Linked DNA regions of Mus musculus: region 1 is linked to region 2. Evidence: chromatin contacts called from public Hi-C data. All regions are on one chromosome and are shown on one strand. The core of a region is the stretch at or near the end of the contact, and the rest is flanking DNA. Distances in the headings are between cores, read along the strand shown. Region 1 overlaps Tmem132b (transmembrane protein 132B). Region 2 holds the start of Tmem132b (transmembrane protein 132B).

What was found. Hi-C and Micro-C count contacts between places; a contact is called where the count stands out from the background.
Region 1: a Hi-C map of cerebral cortex shows a contact between it and region 2, with 4 times the contacts expected there. The contact joins the enhancer-like site here to the promoter of Tmem132b in region 2. A contact is called at or near these places in 6 of 484 Hi-C or Micro-C datasets (cerebral cortex, cortical neurons, embryonic stem cells and 1 more) and 3 of 115 datasets of contacts at active chromatin or transcription factors (T-cell acute lymphoblastic leukemia, embryonic forebrain and neural progenitor cells).

Annotation. Positions count from the first base shown.
Region 1 is chr5:125,634,660-125,639,845 of GRCm38.p6, forward strand. It overlaps Tmem132b (transmembrane protein 132B), which reads left to right. Exons shown (of 9, transcript NM_001190352.1): 3 at 3,523-3,669. Among named protein-coding and RNA genes, the nearest start is that of Tmem132b, 100 kb to the left of the region's middle. Within about 2 kb of position 1,797, at least 7 of the 459 cell types and tissues checked have an H3K27ac peak or open chromatin away from gene starts, as enhancers often do. A contact at or near this core is called in cerebral cortex, where this site is marked.
Region 2 is chr5:125,529,133-125,534,320 of GRCm38.p6, forward strand. Tmem132b (transmembrane protein 132B) reads left to right here and starts at 3,286. Exons shown (of 9, transcript NM_001190352.1): 1 at 3,286-3,558. The coding sequence starts at 3,498.

The DNA of each region.
Region 1 (5,186 bases), core at 547-3,046, 100 kb after region 2:
TGCTCTGTGGGTGCCAAGGCAGGTCTTGTGGGGCAGGTGCTCGAAGAAGGTCTCATCACATGAATTTTTTCTCTTCCATCTTTCAGATTTAAATAGTTGTTCAAAAACGTGCTCTCGGCATGGCTTGCCTCCTCTAGACTCCAGATACCTGGTGAAAGAATTCAGGGAGAGGGGGTCTTTATGTGCATGTCCATGCAGTTACCTGCAAAAGCCAGAAGAGGGCGACAGATTTCCCCTTGGAACTGGGGTTACAGGTGGTTCCTGGCCTGTGGGCTGGGAATCCAACGGGGGTCCTCAGGAAGAACGGCAAGTGTTTTACAAACTGAGCCCTCTCCCCAGCCCCTAAACCTTGCACTTTGATGGCTCCATTCCCTGGAAGACTTCTCCTGTGTGCTAGCCCATTACCGAGTCACTTGGCTAACTTTCCTTACATGTTCTGGACACTTTGCGGTGGTAACTTTTATTGCTTAGCCCTGGAAACCTCCAGCTTGCCACAGCAGTGGGGCCACTAATCTCTTCTACGTAGCTTTGGATATTGTAGTTTTAAAATACCAAGTGCTAAGAATATCCCCAAGTCTGAAGATACATATATATTTTTTTCTAAAACAAGGTTAGTGAATATTTAAGACCTGAATTTCTGTGAGCTTAAATCGCTTTAACAAATATAGCCTGAAGTTAAGGGGGATTTAGTTGGGAGGCTGAGCTTTAAGAATTTCATAACTTGTGCTTAAGAGACGGGCAGCATATCAACAATTTGGCTTTACAAGTGTTTTTAATACCCAGCATGCATTTCTTCCTCTATGACTTGAACTTCTTTTCAGCATCCTTTTCTTTTTAAACCCTTCTGATAAGGGATTAACCTCATCCATTACGAAAAAAACCCCATCAAATTCAGCCTGTAAAACTGGCTTTAAGATTTTTGTTCTCAGAAGGAGAATCTTTTTTTTTTTTTTTTTTTTTTAAAAAACTGAGGATAAAGATGTGCAGTCTGGAGCTGTTGCAATCACGCTGTGGCCATAAGAAGAGAGCTCACTGTGGGACAAAGTCTCATGGATGAGAGCCGGACAGGGTCAGGTGTCTGAAGGAGTCGGGGTATCCTTTGAAAGCTTGGTGAATGGGCCAGAATTGTGTGTGTGTGTGTGTGTGTATATGTGTGTATGTGTGAGTGTGTGTGTGTGTGTGTGTGTGTGTGTATGTGTCACTGGCTTTGCCTTGGGAGGTGGGAATAATTTTCTGCCCAGAATTAGGACCAGGAAATATCTAGAAGGAACAGCTAGATTCTGCCCGGAGACTCAGAGATGTGCCCAGGATGCCTGGCAGTGAGTGCCCAGAAGTCTAGGTGGGTCTCCTGAAAATAGTTAGTACTTCCGTGTTTGAATTCAACCATTAGTGATGGACTTTCATCCACTATCCTGTGAGCATCCTTAATCCCTCCAAGACCACAGTGGATGAGGGTCTGTTATCCAGGAAAAACCGAGATTTACAAGCTCAGTGATGTAGCTCAGGCCTTACAGGGAGGGGTCTCTGTGGGCTAACCAGCAACTGGGTTCGCACTTCCCTCTGACCATCTGATTCCCACTTCTAGTCTGAGTATCAGTGGTATGATGAAGGGGTTCTGAGACATCGTATGTGTGGGAAAGATCCCTGTGTGAGTTGTTAGAGGACTCACAGGCCAGAGGGTGCAGCTTCGGTGAGAAGGACTTTTGAATGTAGACACAAGTTCTGGAACATCCTCTTCCCTCGGTCCTTTGGCTAGAGGCAGGGATGGAACAGGACACCTCTGTTTGTGGCATGCATAAATTTAACTGCTAGGGCGTCATGGTGTCAAGAAAGAAAGCTTTGTGGAAGAGGAGCTTAAGACCTAAATCCAGCAGGAAGAATGACTGATCAGATGCAGGAGAGGGGGTGGCAGATGAGTGACATTGGGGCCTCTGGGGGTGTGCTGTCCAGGCTAGGGCTGCGGTTGTCACAGGGAGAGAGAAGGAGGCAGAGTCCCATCTTTGTATTTGATGTATACACAGAGGTTGGCATATCTGAGCATACTCCAGACTCTCTAAGGCAGGGGACAGAGCCAGGCTTCAAGACAGGTCTGGCACCTAGCCATCACCCATTAACACATATACCACTCCCTCTCACATTTCAGTCACTCCTGGGATGGGTCACTTACCTGTGTCCTCCCTCCTTATATAATTTTTCATTGTGGTTGTTCATAATTTAGTGGCTATGTGTTGGGTGTGTGTACTGTGGTGCACACATGGAGACCGGAGGACACACTGCATAAATCTGTTCTCTCCCCCCACCATGTGGGTCCCAGAAGTTGAACTCAGGTCTCCAGGCTTGATGGGAAGCACCTTTATCACCTGAACCAGTTTGCTCTCGCCCTTGCCTCTCTTTTTAATATTAAGATAAAATTCTCATAAAATTCCTTTCAAACCCAGTGACAGAAAAACGGAGGTGCGTAGCAACATGCTGTGTAAAAGGCACGTGTAAAAGGGACAAGATTCGTTTATTTGCTTATTTATTCTTAAGACAGGGTCTCCCTGTGTAGCCCAGGTTGGCCTTGAACTTATAGCAATTCTCCTGCCTCAGTTTCCCCAGGTCAGGGTTTACCCATGGAAGCCATCGCCCATGGTCTGGAACATATCAGCATTAAATTTTTCCTCTTACATTTATTTATTTATTTTGGATGTGTGGAGGTGGGCACCCGGGCCGTGAGGGTGTGCGGAGGTCGTGGGTTCTGGATGCTGAACTCAGAGCATCTGGCTTGGCAGGCAAGTGCCTTCAACCACTGAGCCCACTGAGCCATCTTGCTGTCCCTGAGATCAGTCTTAGAGGAAAGCTATTCATAACCTCTCTTCGCTCTAGCCTCTAGCTTCCTGGGAAGGGAATCTCCATGTGATACTGATAGAGATGCTGTCTGAGGAGATACCATGACCAAGGCAACCCCTATAAAGGACAACGTTTAATTTGGGGCTGGTGTACAGTTTAAGTGGTTCAGTCCGGTATTATCATGACCTGAAGCATGGCCGTGCCTAGGCAGACATGGGGTGGGGGAGGAGCCAAGAATTCTATGTTTGTTTGTTTGTTTATTTATTTATTTATTTTTTCGAGACAGGTTTCTCTGTATAGCCCTGGCTGTCCTGGAACTCACTCTGTAGACCAGGCTGGCCTCGAACACAGAAATTCACCTGCCTCTGCCTCCCAAGTGCTGGGATTAAAGGCGTGCGCCACCACTGCTCAGATGAATTTTATGTCTTGATCCAAAAGGTAGCCGGGAGGATGATCTCATTCCACACTGAGTGAAGCCCTAACATAGGAACCCTCAAAGCCCACCCCCACAGTGACACACTTCCTCCAACATGGCCACACTTCCTAAGAGTGCCCCTCCCCCTGGGCCAAGCATTCAAACACACAAGTCTATGGGAATAGGGGGAAGTCTATTCGGATCACCATAGTGTCTCTCATGGCTCTGGCCAGGTGAAGCCTATTTTCTCATGAGTCTACTTTCTTCTTATGTCATAGAATCAAGGCGGCTGCAGGTGTGAAGATAACGGCTGTGCGGGTGAGCCACGAGGACCAGTGGGCAGTGCAGGAGGAGATTGAGCAGGACGGTACCCAGACCACGGCTGTCCTGTCCTGCATGGGCCACCACCCGGACACCCAGAGCAGGTGAGCCCCGTGATGTGTGGTTTACTAGAGCAAGGGACAGAGAGACATGCTCAGGATGGCGGGTGGACCTTCCTTCAGCGGCACCAGCCTGGGGCAGCCACAGCAGGGATGCACAGCAGCTCAGAGCATCCTTTATGATTCCATGCACCGTACATAGTGAGGCTGCCTGTCTTTCGTTTATCACAGTTTAGAGTCTGACAACCATATTGTTATTGCTGTTGTTTCGATGAAGAACTGAAGGCTGAAATGGTAAGAATGGATCAATTAGAGAGTCAGAGGGAAAGTACTTTTTAAAAAGCAAGCAGGGTGCTCACAGCTATCCGCTGTCTCTCATTGCATATTTTTCTTCAAAAATTTAAAATTATTATTTTTATTAGTTATTATTATTAGTGTGTGCACCTGTTGGTCCGTCTGTGTGTCATGGTGCATGTGGAGGTCAGAGGACAGCTTCTAGGGGTTGGTTCATCATCTCCTATGGGCCCTGGTGCTCAACTCAAGTCCTCTGGTGTAAGAGACAAGCACCTTAACCTGCTAACTTGCTGAGCCATCTCTGGCTCCTGGCTGCTTAAACGAACCTTTTCTGTTGTGTTGAACCCATTTCTCAGGGTGGGAGTAGAAGTGGGGTCCGGGGTGGGGTGGCCGTGGATCCAGAATCTCAAGTCCGGTTTCCTTGCAATCTTTAGAAGCTGGCCTGGGAATAGGGGGAGTGGTGAGCAGAAGGCAGGGAGAGGGGGGCGAGGGCGGGGCGAGGGAGGGGCTTGACCACCTCAGCATCAGAGAGTAGAAAGATCCCTGACTCAACAAGCCCCACCCTTTGCCACATCTATTCTCTCCCCTTACCGAGCTATCTGTCTGTCTGTCTGTCTCCCCCCTTGAGCCAAGGAGCAGTCCTGGTTGAGTGACTGCTGACCCTGCCATCAACTCAGATGCTGCCCAATGCCCTGGTCACTGAGACACGCATCCCTGTAAATCCACCTAGACTCTTCTCTCCTCTCTAGCTTTGGGTCTTTTGGTGCCCAGGAGATACATGGGCCTTGGGGATGAGTCAGCATGGGTCATGAGTGGGGTCCTGTGAGAGTGGAGGCTGAACTCTGTCAATGGACTTGCCCGGTGTGTTCTGTCACCTCTCATGTGACCCCAGACAACCCCAGAGCTGCACTGTGCTGCCTGTGACTGTCTTCCAGGAGGAAGAATGACTCAAGCTGAGTGGTCTGATGCTGGCTATGACACCTCCCACTCAAAACTCCTCAATCACACCCTAGGGCAGATAGTGTCAGGGATGGAGTGTGGGCTGTGACATCACATGACCAGGGCTTCCCTGGATATCTGAATGTGCCTGCCAGGCGCCCTAGGCCATGAGTTGTTAATATTGGCTCAAGGGCTTCCAGCTGCAAAGGTGCCTGTAATTGCTCCAAAGTGGTTGCTGTAAAGGGATTCACGGCCTCCCATAGCAAAGACAGAGGTGTCTGTTTTCACAGTTGGTTCACAGCAGTATTCTTGGGCATCTTCCATGCTGG
Region 2 (5,188 bases), core at 2,036-4,535:
TCCATTCTCCCTTCCTTTCTCCCAGGATTTGCACTTGGGGTTCCTTGTGTCAAGCCTGGTGCCTGGTCTAGCCCAGCTATTGGGGATGGAGAGCCTCAGCCCCAAGCTTTCCTGATTCCCCGGGCGAGGAACCTGCACCACCTAGGGATGCACTACCCGCTTTGGCCACAAGATGGTAATGTTGCTCTTTGTCCAAAGCCCAGAGGCACCTGGGCAGGGTTTTAGAGGCCAGGCTTGGGAGGGTCCCAAGGGAACAGCCACCTGCTACTTCGGGGTGGTCAGAGCTCTACACCTCAAGGTCAGGTTAGATTTCCCTTACCACACTACAGAACCAGGGCGAGAGTCATTTCCAACCTCAGCTTCTTTGTGTATGTATAGAACCTTGGGAGTCCTGCTTGGTACTCCCCAGGCCAGGTGAAACATGGGGATTTGAAGTTGAGCAGGGATGAGAAGATACACTTGCTGAGGGAGCTACAGGGTCTCCTGGTTATACCCTCAGCTCCTCAGCTCTTCTGGGCCCTCCAGACCCCTCTGCTTAGAATTTCCATAAATACTATCAGAAACACCGGCTTGGTTAACACGCAGAAATCCTCGCCCAGTGAAGGTACAGGCCAAAGCAGGGACGCTCAGAAAGCGTTAGGGGTTTCTACAAAGTCGCACAGCAACTAACCTGCCTTCTCCCTGTCAGCCATTCCACAAAACAGACCCCTCCTTCCTCTGTGGTATTACATCATCACCAGCAAGGGTCAGCTGGGGAGCGCACTCCGGCCCAGCTCTAGAGGTTCTCTGAGATGTGATGAGGTACCTCTGAACTGAACGGGAGTGTGTGTGAGGTGGGGGTAAGGTAACCGATGCCTTCCATCACCCCCGGGGATTTATGGATCTTGGCTTGTGGCCTGCCTTCCATGTACTATGCCCCTACCAAGGAAGCCATAGAATCCCTCTGGTCACAGATCCTAGCTCTTGATGACCTGGTCCAATACACCCTGGCCTCCCTCTGGCTATGGCTGCAGCCTGCGCTATCTCCATCACGGGGCTGCTGTTCAATCCCAGTTCCTCAAGAGTGGCGGTTCCTGCTGTGTTTACTTCTTGAGTCCTCACCATCCAGCCCAGGCCTCGAGCACAGTAGGTGCACAGCTCAGTGATATTCGCTAGTAAATGAAGGAGAGGTGGAAAAGGTGACTGGAGTGGCACCCAGAAGTACCTGAGGTTGGGTAGCATCCCCTACAGCCATAGTCACCAGGGAGAGGGGACACACAGAACCTCTGAACTCAAGAAGAAACCCAGAACCCAAGCGGGGTGGTGGTGGCGCACGCCTTTAATCCCAGCACTCAGGAGGCAGAGGCAGCTATACAGAGAAACCCTGTCTCGAAAAACCAAAAAAAAAAAAAAAAAAAAAAAAAAAAAGAAAGAAAGAAAGAAAGAAAGAAAGAAACCCAGAACCCACTGTCCACCTATTGATGCCTTTGCCAGGAGCATGGCAAAGACAGGATTCCTTATGAAGGAGGGCTGCAGGCAGAGCAGAATTTGTTCTTGGTAACTAACCTGCTCCTGCTCCTTATTCTTTTCTTCTTTTTTAAAAAATTGTGGAAGAGCCTGGAGCTGCCTGGACTAATGAGTCCCTACTAATGAAGTAGGTCCACCAGCCCCCTCACCAGCTGGGAAGGCCGGAGTGTGCTGATACTCGCCCATGGAGGCAAATCAGACACGGTGATAACGGCTGCAGCGAGCATGAGGGTGTTACCCTTGGCGGATCGGGTCAGGGGTTTCCTGTGTGCATTCCTGGGAATACCAGCTAGAGGCTGCCCTGACTTTATGTCTCAGGTTGGGAAATTGAGGCTCTTTGGAGGATTATGAGTTTTGCCTGCCCTGGGTTCTCAACTAAGGATGCTGGGCCACAGTCTGCATCATCCCTGTTGACTGATTTGAGGTCTGACCCATCTTTCTTTTTTTCTTTCTTTCTTTCTTTCTTTCTTTCTTTCTTTCTTTCTTTCTTTCTTTCTTTCTTTCTTTCTTTCTTTCTCTCTCTCTCTTTCTTTTTCTTTTTCTTTTTCTTTTTCTTTTTTTTTTTTTTTTTTTTTTTTTGGTTTTTCGAGACAAGGTTTCTCTGTATAGCCCTGGCTGTCCTGGAACTCACTTTGTAGAGCAGGCTGGCCACGAACTCAGAAATCCGCCTGCCTCTGCCTCCCGAGGGCTCGGATTAAAGGCGTGCGCCACCACTCCCGGCTTCTGACCCATTTTTCTACGCCAAGCCAGGACACCAGAAACTGGTGGCAGGTTGAGCAGAACCCAGACTCTAATTCAGGTGTTTAGACACCACAGCCTCTGTCTGGCTTTGCAGCCTGGTGAAGGGAACTTCCAGGGCCTCTCAGAGAAGCACCTCGGAGCTTCCCTGTTTCAACCTGTCGCCTGGACTAGGCTGTGCATTCAAAGGGACTGTAGTTTCTTGGTCCCTGTAAGCTGGGACTCTCTTCCCACGCCGGGCTGAAGCCTGGCCCACTTCGTGGACATATCGGACGACCTGCCTTGGTGGCGGAGCCGTGCCTCCTCTCCCCACTCCTTAGCACAGAAAGAGCGCTCTGATCTGCCTGAGGCTGGTAGATACTCTTGCGGGCTCTCAGGCCACACCACATCTATCACGTGCCCTAGTCTGCGCGCAGCAATCTATCCCTCACAGATGCCTCCTCTGCGGGCCTCTCCGGTAGCTTGCTTGCCTTCTCAACCCCGGGGACGCCCAGCGTTGCGCTCCCTCCCAACACTCCCTGGGAACCCGCTCCGCACTCTAAACGCTCTCTCTGTCCCTGCCCGACTACCTATTCGGGTCTCCACAGGCCTTGGCGGCCCTGTGCTCTCCCCTGGGAGTGAGTGACACATCCTGACGCTTAACCGCTGGGTGGCCGCCTGGTGTCTTGGCCCGGAGGAGGGGAGGGGACTGGGGGGGGGGGAGGACACCTCCCTGCCTCCTCTTTTTCTATTCTTTAACATCTCTGGGTATGTTCCTCCTCTCTCTTCCTCTCTTCCCTATTCCTCTTCTTCTCCCCTTCCTTTCCTCCTTTCATCTCCTTCCTTCCCTAACTCCATCCTCCTCCCTCTTCTTCTAGCCCCATTCCTCCTCCTCCTCTCCCTCCTCCTTCCTCCTCCCTTCCCCTTCTCCCTCCTCCTCCTCCTTTCCTGTCCTCCTCCCTCCTCCTCCCTCCTGGCTGCTCCCCTCCTCCTCCCTCCTCCCTCCCCTCCTCCCTGCTCGGCTCGCTCACTCTCGCGCTGGCTGGAGGGGCGGCCGGCAGCTGGCGCTGGCCGAGGCGGCGGCGGGATGGGACGCGCGCTGGGGCGCAGGAGCCGCGGCGCCGGCGGGGGCCGCGCAACTCCGGCCAAGTGCAGGGCGGGCGCGCGCTGAGCCCGGGCGCCGTCTGCAGCCGGCGGCCGAGCGCGGAGCTGAGAGGTGCGGGAGGCGGCGGCGCAGGAGCGAGCGGAGCCCGGCGCCGGCTCCCGGGAGGACCATGCGGGCCCCGGCCGCGTCGCTCGGGCTGCTGCTGGCGCTGAGCGCGCTCCGCTGCGCAGGTAACGCGGCCGCGTCCCCTCCCCGACCCCGCGCGCAAAGTTGCTGCCTGGGTCCCAAGTCCCGGGCGGCCGCCGCCTCCTGCTCTTGGCGGGTCTGGGGAGCCCCGGGCGGCCCAAACCCCGCGCGCGTCCCCTTTGCCTCCTCTCCAGTCCCAGCTGCCCTTTGGATCCTTTTGGGGCTCCGGGAGCCACAGGCAGGGCTCCCTGAAATACCCCTCCTTACGCTGCCTGGCACCCGGGCCCCGGGGTCTGCTGGAGATGTAGTGGCCCAGCGTCCGTGGATTGCTGTCCTGTTGTCTGGACACCTGCGGGGCCTGGAGGTCGTCTGGGCTGGCCATGTCTGGCTTGGCTGCAGTCCTTCCCGCGCCTGGTTGCCCCTCTGTTTCCAGCCTCCCAAAGCTACCCGCTCCCCCAAGTGGCTCCCGCTGTCTCCCAAAGTAGCTTCCGCAGGCAGCCAGGTGACCCTGCCGCTCACCCTCTGGAAGCGCGGGTCGTCCCAGCACCCTGACCCATACGTGGTCTAGCAGGACCCGGGAGCGTGGTCCGCTCAGGCACCTAGTGATGTCTAACGTGAAGGTGTTCAGAGCCCTCGCCCCGGGATCCGGGAGTCTGGCTCCAGACTGGCACCTGCGCAGCTGTCGCCTAAACCCCGCGAATGGGGGAAGTCAGAATAGCCAGTTATATGCTGTTTGCAGCCTGGGATGGAGTTGGCTAGGTTCAGCCACCTCGGTGTTGCTACGTGTTGGTTGTAGAGGAAGCTTATCCTAAAATGACAGTACCCCCCTCCCCCACCCCAGGCAAGTAGAGACAATCCCAAAGGCTGGGAAGAAGCGACAGTCACGAGCCCTGTTCATGTGCGTATGAGGGCTGTGTTCTCCAGACCTTTAAAGCCCACGTTTTGGGAGCAGGTAGCTTTAGACTGAGAGCTTCGCTTCCCATTCCTTAAAACAAAAACCGACCGTACAGATACCCAGAACGCGGAAGGAAAAATGCACCCTCAACTTTGCGGCTCCGACTGCCTGGGTGAGGTCGCACTTAGGAGTAAACCTGGATGCCAACTTGTTTGGAAGGATGACTGTGCATAGGCAAAAGTAAATATTGCCTTCCTTCTAGATGACCTCAAGTGACCCCAAATATTTACTAAGACTTTCCCCTTGGAGAGATGGTGGCCAGCCTTGGGCTTTGTTTGCACCACTGGAGGATGGCTCTGGTCCTCAAGTGGAGGGCTCTTCCTTGGCGCCGTTAATGAGCAACCTCGAGCTGCTTGCTCTTGGAACTCCCCTGTGGGTTGGAGAGGGGCACTGACGGGGGTCCAGGCCATTTCCTCAGAGCGGAAGCTCTGAGACGCGGTTGCCAAAGTGCACAGTCCCTCGGACTTGCAAATTACAGTGTTGTGGCTATTTTCTCTCTCCACGGGGGTCAGCGTTCGCCTGGCTGTGTTCAAAAAGCCATCCTGGGCAACCTTGAAGGAGGAAGCTGCCTGTTTCTTGCCTTGTGCCAGAACGAGTCCCCTCACCCTGTCCAGCCCCACCCAGCTACAGAAGAGCCTGTGCGTGGATGGCTCTGGGAGGCTTGTGGTAGAAGAGAGGATGTGCCACCCCTGGGAACTCATTCCCGGCCCTCCTAGGAG